2 separate regions of the Mus musculus genome follow, and region 2 is linked to region 1. The links are chromatin contacts, called in public HiChIP or PLAC-seq maps. All regions are on one chromosome and are shown on one strand. The core of a region is the stretch at or near the end of the contact, and the rest is flanking DNA. Distances in the headings are between cores, read along the strand shown. Region 1 has its middle 29 kb from the start of Gm23649. Region 2 has its middle 17 kb from the start of Gm41616.

The links. HiChIP or PLAC-seq counts read pairs in DNA pulled down with a chosen protein or histone mark.
Region 2: an H3K27ac HiChIP or PLAC-seq map of embryonic fibroblasts shows a contact between it and region 1, with 19 read pairs. The contact joins two enhancer-like sites. A contact is called at or near these places in 1 of 15 datasets of contacts at CTCF or cohesin (the NIH/3T3 cell line), 5 of 484 Hi-C or Micro-C datasets (the HL-1 cell line, double positive thymocytes, embryonic fibroblasts and 2 more) and 4 of 115 datasets of contacts at active chromatin or transcription factors (the NIH/3T3 cell line, double positive thymocytes, embryonic fibroblasts and 1 more).

The regions. Positions count from the first base shown.
Region 1 is chr17:72,955,793-72,962,299 of GRCm38.p6, forward strand. No RefSeq gene overlaps it. Among named protein-coding and RNA genes, the nearest start is that of Gm23649, 29 kb to the right of the region's middle. Within about 2 kb of position 3,294, at least 42 of the 459 cell types and tissues checked have an H3K27ac peak or open chromatin away from gene starts, as enhancers often do. A contact at or near this core is called in the HL-1 cell line, the NIH/3T3 cell line, embryonic fibroblasts and 1 more, where this site is marked.
Region 2 is chr17:73,064,766-73,070,616 of GRCm38.p6, forward strand. No RefSeq gene overlaps it. Among named protein-coding and RNA genes, the nearest start is that of Gm41616, 17 kb to the right of the region's middle. Within about 2 kb of position 3,971, at least 84 of the 459 cell types and tissues checked have an H3K27ac peak or open chromatin away from gene starts, as enhancers often do. A contact at or near this core is called in the HL-1 cell line, the NIH/3T3 cell line, embryonic fibroblasts and 1 more, where this site is marked.

The DNA.
Region 1 (6,507 bases), core at 2,044-4,543:
CCTGGCCAGCCTGGCCAGCCTGGCAGGCCACCCCATGCAGACCACACAAGACTCACTTTGCATCTTAAAACGACCCATGCAGAACTATCAGAGGGACCTGAGGGGACTGGAGAACCATCCTTTGATAGCCAGTGACATTATATTCAGAGATAAACTGGAGACGTGGGCATGTCATTCACACATACATGAAAGCCCTGCACAATGAGAGGACATAGAAGTCAACAAGGAGACACTGCTGTCACATGAAATGGCACCATCACTGTTGTATGCCTGTTGGAAAAAGAGTCGATTGGGCTAGGGAGATGGCTTGGGTGATAGAGTCCTTGTTACATAAACATGAAGACTTTTATCCCATAGCTGCAGAGCCCATACACAAAAGGCTGAGTACCCAGGTCTGAGAAGGTTGAACCAGGAGGATCCCTGGAGTTTGCTGGCTGGCTTTCCTTGCCACACTAGTGAGCTCCAGGTTCAGTGAGAGACTCTGACTCAAAACAAATAAAAGTACCAGATATTTATCTCCAGCCTCCACATGCATATTACACGCGCGCCCGCGCGCGCGCACACGCACGCACACACACACACACACACACACACACACACACACACTCTCTCTCTCTCTCTGTTTCACTAAGAATAATATGGGAAGATGCTGACAATACAGGGTACCCTCCCTCCCAGGGTAGCGATGTACCTGTTAAGCCACCAGATTTATGCATTCTACTATATCATCTGAGGCAATCCACAAGGCCCCAGGCACCTGAACACTGGGCAGATATTAAAAAGCTGATCGCTAAGGTCACATTGTAAATGCACAAGGAATTTTAAAGCATTTGGGGCTTGGACTTGAAGCCACTTGAGAACCCAATGGAACCTATAGACATCTTCTCCACGGATGCCAACAGGTTGATTACAGATTTCGGTCATGGGATGGGAAATTGGAACATTACACTAGACACACTTGCTGTCTGAGAAGACCTTTGGTTCCTGGACACTTTTGTCACACCTTACACTTTCTGTGAGTCTCTAAAATTTGATCTTTGAAAACTGGTGGGTGCTTGGAAAAATAAGAAGCAGTTCACATACTCAGGCCAGTGGGTTCTTGTCCCAGGTCAGAGGTACCACATTCCTTCCCCAGAGCTTCTCTTTCCCAGTCCAGAAAACTGGACCAGGCTAAGCTCAGAACAAGTGCCTATGATTGGGGCTTGGCGGGAACTTGGCCTCTTGTGAGTCTATCTTTTCTATCAACAGCACAACTAACTATCTTAGATCTCTCAGCCAAGACCATAATCCCTGGTCCCCAAAGGGAATCCTTTCAGAGAGCAAGGAACAACAGGCTTTCAGGGTGAACATGGGCACGGCTCTGTGATGCCATCAACCATTCGTTCTTGAACTTGGTCATCAAGTCTTTGGCTGGAGCAGGCGGTGAGCAACAGGTCTGGGCCAGAACAGGCTGTGTTTACACAGCACCTTTATGCCTGCCAATCTGCCTGCGAACTTTGGAACACTCGTCCACCATAGCAATACAGTAATTATCAATGATGACTGGTTTGCCTTTTACCCCATATAAAATAGTTATGCAGATACTTTTTTATTGTGGAAAACACACGTAAAGTCTACCAGCTTAACTGTTTTAAGTGTATGATTCAGTGGCTTCGAGTACATTGATAATATTGTGCAAACGTCACACCTATCTGTTTCTAGAACATTCTTATTAGAAACAGAATCACAGCTACTGTCTGTCTCTATGAACTTGCCTATTCTAGGGGCCTCTACAAGTGAAGCCACATATCTTCTGTCCTTGTTATCAATGGACAAATGCAGGATAATGTGTTTTGGTGCTTTTGTGCCGTGTTCCAGCTCATAGCATAATTCATTCATTTTTATTGCTGAATAATATCCCATTGTATGGATATTTAAGGTTTTATTTACTCCTTCCAAGATACTGATAGGCATGAATGTTAATGTACAAGTATCTGGCTAAATCTTGCTTTTAATTCTGTCCCTGCTTTTAATTCCCAAACTAGGACACTGGAGTCAGCACAAGAATCCACAATCAAGAGCCAGTGGGTGACTTGGCCTCTAGTAGAATGGAATTATCGAACTATGTAGTAACTAGAGATAAAGTAGAGGGAGATTGGCCACTTCTGGGAGACCCTCCTGCTTCAGTGTCCTGGATGCCCCAAACCCAGACTCCCTGATCTTTTAGATCTGTGTATCCAGGTGTCAGCTAATCACTCACATGGGTCAGAAGTACTAAAGACTCAACATGTCCAAACTTAAATTCGTGGTTGGAACCCACAAGTGGTATTTCTCCAGGATTTTGTCTGTTCCCAAACTGAGTGTGTGTGAGTGAGTGTGTGTGAGTGTGTGAGTGTGTATTGTATGTGTATGAGTATATGCAAGTGTGTGTATGAGTGTGAGTGTGTGAGCATGTGTGAGTGTGTATGTGTGTATATGAGTGTGTGTGAGTGTGTATGAGTATGTGTGTATGTGTGCATGAATGTGTGTGAGTGTGTATGAGTGTGAATGTGTGAGCATGTGTCTGAGTGTGTAAGCTTGTATGTATATGTGTGTGTGAATGTATGTGCAAGTGAGTGTGTGTGTATGTGTGTGTGTGTGTGTATGTATGAGTGTGAGTGTGTGTGTGTAGGTTAGTGTGTGTGTGTGTGTGTGTGTGTGTGTGTGTGTGTGTGTGTGTGTGTGGCAGAACTCTTCTTGGTTCCATTCTACCCCCTCAAACCTCCATCCTTTCCTCTTCTCTAGTACATTACTCTAGGTCAAGACATTGTCCAGGGTACAGACATATTCTCTTTGTCCTCTTTTCCCCCTTCTATTTCCTCCTCTTTGTTTTCTTCCTCACCCCTCCCTCCCTCCCCTCCCCTCCTTTATCTCCCCCTCCTTCTTAGCAATGCCCTTCTTACTAACTCAAGGTTTGTGGTTTGTGTTGTGCACGTATGTCTCCTGTGGATCTTTAAATAATTCCCACTCCTTAAGCTGTGCCTCAAACTAAGGGAAACAGGACTTCTGGGAGTGGGCTCCAGACAGCCTTACTAATCTCTGCAGGCAACTCCAACCTGCACCTATGGCTGGGACCCTTGATCTAACTAGTCTAACTCTGTCCCTTTGTCTCCTTAACAGCTAGATGAGATACTTTTCCTAAAACACACCTCACTCACTGGTTGCTACCACAAAGCTGCCTCAGCTTCCAATCTCCCTGCCTTACTCTGCCCATCTCCTGCCAACCCAGGGTTCTATCTACCTCAAATTCCTCCCTGATGAGCTGGAAGCGGCGTTCCTGCCTCAGAAACCTCACATGTGCCTTCCTGTCTCCTGAATGCCTTGCCGTTGTAGTGTCCCTCAGTCTTGGGAGTAAGCTCAGACAGGCTTTTCCTGATCTGTCTCAGTGTTCCCCTCTCCTCCACTCATGCCCACAGTCCCTTCTCCTTCACCGAATGCTGTATTGAGAATGTACAGTCTCGAAAAGTCATAGGCTTTTGTTCATCTAGCTGCTGCTTTTCTAATAGAGAGGGAGAGAAATCATCTCTCATGGGGTTGTCCTCATACCCCAAAACTTGGCACACCTCCCCTTCCTTACCTGGAACCTACCAACTCTGCCTATTATCTCTTTACTGGTTCACCACCATCCTCCCCTGCTCCCCAAGTCTTACTGATTCTTCACAACCCAGTTTTAAAAGTCCCACTCCATAACTCCCTTAGGCAGTGCCAGTTTTCCTTGTTGGAAAGCAGATAGCTGGTTCCCTTCTGGCTTTCTAGTGGCTTGCTTACGGACCCCATGCTGCTGCTGCACTTCGTGATCAACAATCTCCTAGAGTTAGTAACTTGCTTGCTGGATGAATGAACACATGAACCAGCTCATGGGGATTGAATTACTTAATTGTGCCTCTGCAGTAAGGAACACACACAGAGAGATCACTCTAGAGCAGTGGTCCTCAACCTTCCTAATGCTGTGTGACCCTTTAACACATGTGTGGTGACTCCCAACCATAAAAATTATTTTGCTGCTACTTCATAACTACAAGTTTGCTTTTGTTATGAATCATAATGTAAACATACAACATGCAGGATATCTGACACTCCTGTGAAAGAGCTTTTCGACCTCCAAGTTCCCTCTGGCTACAGCATTTGTATTTTTACCTCTGGAACTTTCTAGTCAGCTCTGGAGCAGTTCGAGGCAGGCCCTGGAAAACGATTTATGTGGAGAAGGCTGTGGGATCCTCTGCTCCCAAAGGAAGGAAGTACATTCATGCTGATTCCCTGGTACCACCGTTGTATCTTTAGTCTGGAGCAGTCTGACTACCTTGAAGCCCCCACTGGAAGTCCTTGCTCAAGCCAAAGGCTCCCCTTCCAGACCTGGAGTCACAGGTAGAAAGTGCTAACGAGATCCTGTGAGAAGATCTGGATTGTGGATGAGACATAGAAAGGGATGCTTACTGCAGAGTACCTCAAAGAGGAGCTCCTAGCATTTTTCACATCCTTCAGGTTGACCACAAAGCCTCCCAGCCCTAAAGCGCTCAGCTGAGAAAGAGTCCACAGCCCCGGCACTACCGCAACACACCAGAGGGGCCCAGGTGATGCAAGTGGGCAGAAGGCCCACTGTGTTGGTTCACCTCTACTGACCAAGTGGAGAGCAGCAGGGTGGGCAGGTGGGGATGGGCCAGGGGAAGCCTTCAGGGGTGTGTGTGGGTGGAGGGCTCCCTGGGCACAGCCTCACTCTGCCATCAGACTCACTTTCTCATCCCATGATCAACCCTACCACCTGCGTAGCAAGAGAGGTATAGGGGGCTGCAGGGAAGTGCACTGAAAAGTTTCTATTAGGAGAAGGGCCAGGAGTACAATGGATGCACAAAGCTATTTTCTAGTTTAGGGAGGTGTGGCCCAGGTGATACCATGGGCATTAAGATGCCCACTGTCAGGAAAGGATGGAGAGCGGGCTTGTAGGTGTGGTGCCTTCTAGGTCCTCCTTTCAGCCCCATGGTTTAGGGACCATTGGCTCCTGGCTGTGTCCCAGACACTTATAAACCAAAGCCTCTCTAATCGCAATGGGCACAGACTGTCTGTCACTCCAGACCAGCCATTCTCCATCTGTGTTCAACAACTCCTTGATGAATGACCCTTTCACAGGAGTCTCCTTAGAGCATTGGATGGCACAGCTATTTACATTACGAGTATGAAGTAGCAACAAAAATAATTTTATAGTTGGGGTCACCACCACATGAGGAACTGCACTGAAGGGTCACACAGCATTAGGAAGGTTGAGAACCGCTGGTCCAGACCCACCCACAAACCCACTTCCTCTTTCAGGCTGCCCTGCAGCCTCTGAGGTTTGAATTGATCTGAGAGTCAAAAGGCCCATATAGCATCTTGGAAGATGGCTCTAGAGGATCAAGCTATCAGAACATTTGATGTAGGCTGCACCTAGTTGGTCTTACATACCAATGTTGACTCTCCTGGCTTCCTACCTCACTCCTTACATCCTCTGCTCTTGCTTTCCATGATGAAACCTTAGTAAAGCGGTGGCAGATTGGCAGCATGTGCCACGTGGAACACAAACATGCCAATTATGCTAAGGCTGAAGAGTATGGATTTTGTTCTGTGACTAAGGGAAGCTGTGATGTTATGATTCCACTCCCAGCTGGACAGAGGGTAGAGGAAAAAACACAAGCTCAAGGCATAAAGTCTTGAGGCACGGCAGAGGGTCTGGGTGGTGGCTCAGGTACTGGTTTGGAAAGAACAGGGCTGCTCAGGCAACTTTGGGGTACCACTAGTCTATTGGGCTTGGGGGACCTGATCTTTTTTGAAAGAAAGAGTAGGCTAGAATCCTCTGTCCCTCTGCTGTGACACCTCATCCTCTACATTCCTGTTCTGTCTGGAGAAGTCCCTCTGGTCCCCTTGAGTCCCACCATTAGTCACTTGCCTACAGATTTCTGATCTGTCAAGTGCAGAGGTCTTGAAGGTTCTTTAATGGAGCTGGTAGTCAGTTCGGGGGCGGGTAGGGGGGATACAGCCTAAGATGTCTGAAAGTTTTGAAAATGTTGCTCAGAGCTCTTTGCTTTCCAGGACAGATGCACATATAGCTCTTATGTTCATTGTCAAAGGGAAGAGTTTTTCGTGGTGTCACCTATTCGCTGGGCACAGGTCTTTTCTCCTCTCCTTTCCCTGGTCCAATCTTCCTCTCTCCTCCTCCTGACATCATCTCCCCATGGCTCAACTTTCCTGCTTCTCCTTTGTTCTTACACCATTCATGTGTCTCCCAGCAAGGACTGTGAGGGCTCCCTCGAAGTCAAGATGGTCCCTGTTCGTACACCGTGATCTCCAGCAACATATCATGAAGGCCCAGGGAGGTGGATCTTGGCACTCTACATGTGGTCACACTCTGGGAGGAGGAAAGATAGAGGAAGTAGGTATATTTATATTCTGACTCTGAGCTTATATCTAGAACCTACTGAACAAAACCTACAGCCCCTTAAATTGCTCACTTTCAGCACC
Region 2 (5,851 bases), core at 2,721-5,220, 110 kb after region 1:
GTTTCTCCTCTCTACTCTGTGACTCCTTAGAGCAAGCCCGTCAGGGGAGCTCTTTCTTACAAGGCCTGGACTTGACTTGGGTGGTGAGGTCTTTCCTGGGTTCCACTCAATATTCCTTATCTTTTCTCTGTCTTTGCCTTTCCTCCTTTCCTCTCTCAAGTCAAAGACAGAGTTTTTCTATATTATTTTTATAAAATTTAACTATTTAAAAAATAATTTATTTTCTTTTATGTGCATTGATGTGAAGGTATCATATCCCCTGGAACTGATGTTGCAGACAGCTGTGAGCTGCCATGTGGTTGCTGGGAATTGAACCCCAGACCTCTGGAAGAGCAGCCAGTGCTCTTAACTGCTGAGCCATCTCTCCAACCCTGGCTTTTCTATTCTTGATGCCTCTGATTACCAAGCAAGTATAGACCATTCTGTTTGTGCTCACTGTTGACGTCAGAAGGTCCCTGAGCCACCTGGACAGTGTACATCTTTGCTTCCTTTCCCCCAGCCATTTCCTTAGAGTTCAGGGGTTTTGATGTATGCCCTAAAAGTTCTTGTGTTTGAAACATAGTCTCCTACATCATAGGTCAGTAGTATTTGGAGGCGGGACCTTTGAGCAAGGTTACGTGAGATCATGAAGATGTGGTCTCTCTGATGGCCTTGGTGCCTTTGTAAGAGGATAAGCAATCTGAACTGGCACATTCTTTCTTTCTCATGATGATGGCATGACCTCTTCCGTGTTATGAGACAACAAGAGGTCCCTCACCAGAAGCCAGAATCTTAATGTTGGATGTTTTGGCTTCTAGAAGAATAAGGCACTAAATTCTGTTATAAAAGGTCCTTGGGCGTTTTGTTACAGCAACGGAAAAAGAAAAACCAAGAGGTATGCCCATATTTTGAAGAATCCCTGTTCCCAAATCAGTTTCCTTGAGGACACTGGTGCCGTTGGCTGCTCTCCAAACTATTTTGGTGGCCACTCACCCCCTGAACACCTATCCTGAATCAACTCATATCGCTTTGTCTTTCCTCGTAGTTCTTGATTGCATGCATAACTCTGTATCTCTGTCTTTGTGGTCTTGCCATTCTTCAAGACTTACATCCTTTCTATTTACTAAAGCTCATTCACTAATTAGCAGGGATAACTACTAACTGGGAGAGGCATATCCAAGGGAAAAGATTGGGCAGAGATACCCTCTCTCCACCATTATGTCTACCGAGGTTTCTCTACTGAGAAAGCCCCCAAGAGTCTGTGAAACCTTTGCCCACTGCAAGCTAAGATGACAATAGGTCCCAGGTAAATGTCCTGGGTATTTCCAAAGTGGAGCCAAAGTCTGCCTCAGGATATTTATAAGATGACAGAAGCTTCCAGCATCAACCAATGTCACGCACAGTTGAGTAGCAGTGGCTTCTGCCAAGTCCTCTCCATTTGCAAAAGTCTCCCGCTTGCTAAACATGTCAGTTCCTTGCTGAGGGTTAACTGCTCAGCAAGGTTTTGATCTATATGTGAAAAAGCAACCAAAGTCACTTCTGCAGGCAACCCAGCCTCTGCCTCTCTCCTTCCCTTCCCTGTCTCTAGATGACATCTGAACAGCCCTATTCTGATGGCTGCCAGAGAGCAAGTCTTCTAAAATTAGAGGGCACAGAGATCTTTTTCATTTCTTTTTAAACTTGGACCTTGTAAGTTAACCTTCTCCCCAGTGAGGTAGGCTTCTAGACAAGTTGGTTTCACTGCTATAAAGATAAATGAAAGGCTAAGTAGAACTAGGAGCACCTCCCAGGGCTATAGCTGATGACTTGACAGGTCATTTATTCCAGGGCATAGCCTGGCTTCTAGCCAGGTCCTCCAATAGAAGCTGAGCTAAGGAAAAACCCCAGTGAGGTGGGTGACCCCCAGCGTGGGTCCTCTGCTTTCTAGCCAAGGCCATCTAGCATCTGGTGGATGCGCATAATTAGTAATGCTTTTGAGGATAACGATTTTGGTCTCATGGAAAAAGGAGAGTTGGTCCAAGATAGTGTCTGGTAAACTTTGACATTACACCCTAAAATGGCCTTGTGCTCGCATAGAATCACTAAGCAGCCATGAGATCCCATTACAGCACCCTCCTCAAGAAGCAGCTTGCCATTGAATCTGTCCCCAAATCCCAGTCTTTCCTCAAACAAAAGAAGCTCTGGTGTGGGAGGATCTGGAGTCACCCGAGGGAAGAGAAAGCGTAGGCTGCCAAGGCTACAGTAAACTTCTAAAGGTTTCAGCCCAACAGTTTTCGTTTTGTGTATGGAAAAATCCAAGATTCGAGAACAGAGACTCTTTCGGAGTGGAAGAACAGGACAAAGTGAATGACTTTGCATAAGGGCTAGCACACACCCCTGCTTCCTTATTAGCTTTGTGAAGGCACCTGAGTTCAAAACAAGAGCTGAAGCTGGAACTTCCCTAAAGCCAACATCTTCTTCTCAGGCGGGATTGCCTCCCACGGTTCTTTAGGCAGTCCAGGCTGGCCTCAAACTCTCGGGTCATCTGAGGGTGTATTTAAGTTTAAAAGCGTCTGGTACTTCTCCCTCGACTTCGAAGATCACAGGTGTAGGCCACCATGCCTGGTTTACGTGTTGCTGGGACCCAGATCCATCACATCCTTGGCATCCTCCAGGGATGTTCAAGATGCTTCTCAGTCTAAAAGTATCCTTAATGCCACAAGATAGAGATATGGAATAGACGCCCCACCCCACCCCACCGCCCAAAGAGGCTTTGAAAATTGAAAGCCAGGCCTGGCCAGGGCCCTCACCGGATGTTCAATGAGCACAGGAGGAAACAAAAGTGCTTGTGTTAACAGAATGTCATTTCCCAACATGAGTCAGGCCCAGCGCTGAGGCAGGGAAAGGAGAGCAAATGCCTTCCCATTCATCACCGCGGACACGGTTATTTTTAGAGCCAACACCAGCTCAGCGCTGGGCTCCAAGGACCCTGCCGTGGAAGGAAACAGGGCTCAGCTGATGATAGAGTTGGTCGGGGGTAGAAAGCATGTATGCATGCAAGCTTGCCTTTGTGTATGCATGTAGAGAACGGGGAAGGCAAGCCTCCCCCTATAGACTGCAATCCCTGGACATAATTCCTTCTGTGACCATGGAGAAAGAGATAGCGCATTTAGGTAATTATTTAAAGAAGTGGCTCCCAACCTAAGAGTTGCAACCCTTTGGGGGGCTGAACGACCCTTTCACAGGGTCACACATCAGATGTCCTGTATATCGGATATTTACATTACAATTCATAACAGTAGAAAAATTATAGTGATAAGGTGGCAACAGAAATAAATTTATGGCTGGGCAGTGGGGGGGGGGGGGGTCACCACTGCATCAGGAGCTGTATTAAAGGATCGCAGCATTAGGAAGGTGGAGAGTGCTGCTCTAAAGTCTTTGACGTTAGTAGTAGGGAAGACTTTCAAGCAGCAGCTGTGAGTGAAGCTGTAAGTGAGAGAGGCCAGGTTTCCAAAGCGGTCCTGAGTCGGGAGGCTGAGTGGTATGGATAGCCAGCTGCCCAATCACCCTCAGGGGCTGGGGCCAGTACGGTCGGATGAGCCCCAACTACTAGTGTGTGCCAACAGGCCCATTCTCTGAAAGGTAAGCCTCGCCTGGAATTAGAAGAGTCCCCTTTTGCAAGGGTCTAGCCCCTCTTTCCTAGGAGCTATAGGAAACGGAAATCCTGAGATTGAACTTGGCTCGGACAGGAGGTTGGACTAAGGGTGTGGTCCCATTCTTTCCAAGTCTCATTGGAAATATCCTTCAGTCCTGCCTGGGCCGATGCTAACGCATCCTAGTTGAAGAGGCATACCTACTCAGCCTGACACAAACACAAAAGCAGCACAGCTTCTGAGGAGGCTGTTTCTTCTAGGAAGCCACAAGGCTTCCTAGACGTTCAAGGTCTATGGGAGTGTGGTTTATACTACACAAGTAGCATTAACTTTTAAGGGCCTCAGAGTTGATTCACTTTCCATTAATAGCTCAACTGCCTCCGAGGCTCTGGCCAATTTTAAAGCTCCTTACGGGCAAGGAAGGTTGAGATGACTTCCTGCATGGTCATTGGATGGATTCCTAAAATCCAAAGCAAGTGGATAGAGCATTCCACAGCACGGTGTCATGACTTCTACCTCCTCCCAGGGAAGCAGAGAGGGATCCTCAGTTACAAAAGAAAGTCTCTGCTGCTGCCCTGATAGCACCTAAGAGACGGAGGGTATTTGAACCCCCCCCCCCAGATAAGAAATAAACAAAAGGTGGGGTGTCAGAGGATGGTTTTGTGCACTGTGTAAAGGCTGTCTTTGTATGATTCAAATGCTGATTTCTCTACTGGCAGAGAGTTAGTCCAGGACAGACTTTGGTATTGTAATTTTTATGAAGCATCACCTGTTTCAGTGTTTAGTAAACATTCTTGTTCATACCTCCTGATTGGTTAATAAAGAGCTGGATCAGAGTAGGGAATAACAGAATAGCAGAAGACAATAGGGCAGGACTTCCTGTTCCAGTTAGGGTGTCCTAAAGGAGACAGACAGGTAGAGAAAGACCACAAGGAATGGAAGATGTGGAGAGACCATGAGGAGTTGCCATGAACAGGTCACCAAGGGAGTTTCCATGGGATACACATGGACCAGAATGAACTAGGGCAAGACTCAGATCGAAGATAAAGGACCGCATGGCTGGGAAAGCAGCAGCCTTGGAGGTCAAAGTGGCTCAGAATCTGCCCAGCTTAGGCTTGCAGCTTAAAAAAATACCAGGTCTCTGTGTCTTTTGGGAAGAGCAAACGTGAGCTAGAGAGGGTGTAGAAACACCCAACAGTTGTTTGAGAACAAAGGAGGCATAGAACCTACCCACCAAGAATTAATTTTATGGGCTGGAGAGATGGCTCAGCAGTTAGGAGCACTGACTGCTCTTCCACAGGTCCTGAGTTCAATTCCCAGTAATCACATGTTAGCTCACAACCATCTGTAATGGGATCCTCATCTGTTGTGTTTGAAGACAGTGACAATATACCCACATACATGAAATAAATCTTGAGAGAGAGAGAGAGAACTACTTTTACAGTGGACTTCTTGTTCATTCAGTTTTGACCCTATCTTTTCTTCTATAGATATCACAGATAAGGACTCTGAGTCAGCATGGAGACCAGGCAATGCACTCAGCTATCTTAAGAACCATCAAGTTCACCTGTACAAAAAGGCAGACAAGCTGTAGAGGAAGTAACAGCACCCAAGAAGCCAAGTGCTTCTACCCCAGCTCTGTGCCTAGTTGGTGATAAATGAGCCACCTACCTGTATACACCAGAAAAGGAATGGCTGGGACAACAGGCTCTTGACATTCCACTGCAAAGCAGCATAAAACAAGTATAAGGAGTGGGGTGAAACATCCAACAAGAATGCCACCTAGGAAAGCCGGCTCTTGGGCTGAGTGTGGGAGTCAGCAAAAAGTTTGTTAATAGCCAACAGATATCCATCTCTCAAAAGCTGAGCACTGAGTAACAAGTCTTCATAAGAACTCTGCATGGTAGGTATCATTTTCCTATTGCAAGATACCAAGCACACTATGTGGCAAAGATAGGCTTAAGCTTCTGTCTTCCTGTGTGCCTTTTGCCACACAGTGTCCTCCCAATGGACTAACAAGAGTAATGAAAGTCTGTTTTCCTTACATCAAGCATCCTTTTTAAAGTCTGTCCCCTGCATGTACTCCTTTTATTTTTTTTTCCTTTTATGACTTTATTTATTATCATGAAAGAGCTACAGTTCTACATCCTTTGAGCTGTACTGGGGGAATTGAAGAACAGTGTGGACAAGTGCCTGGCCCCGTGTGCCACCATTTCCTCTTGTCCAAGTCACCACCAGAT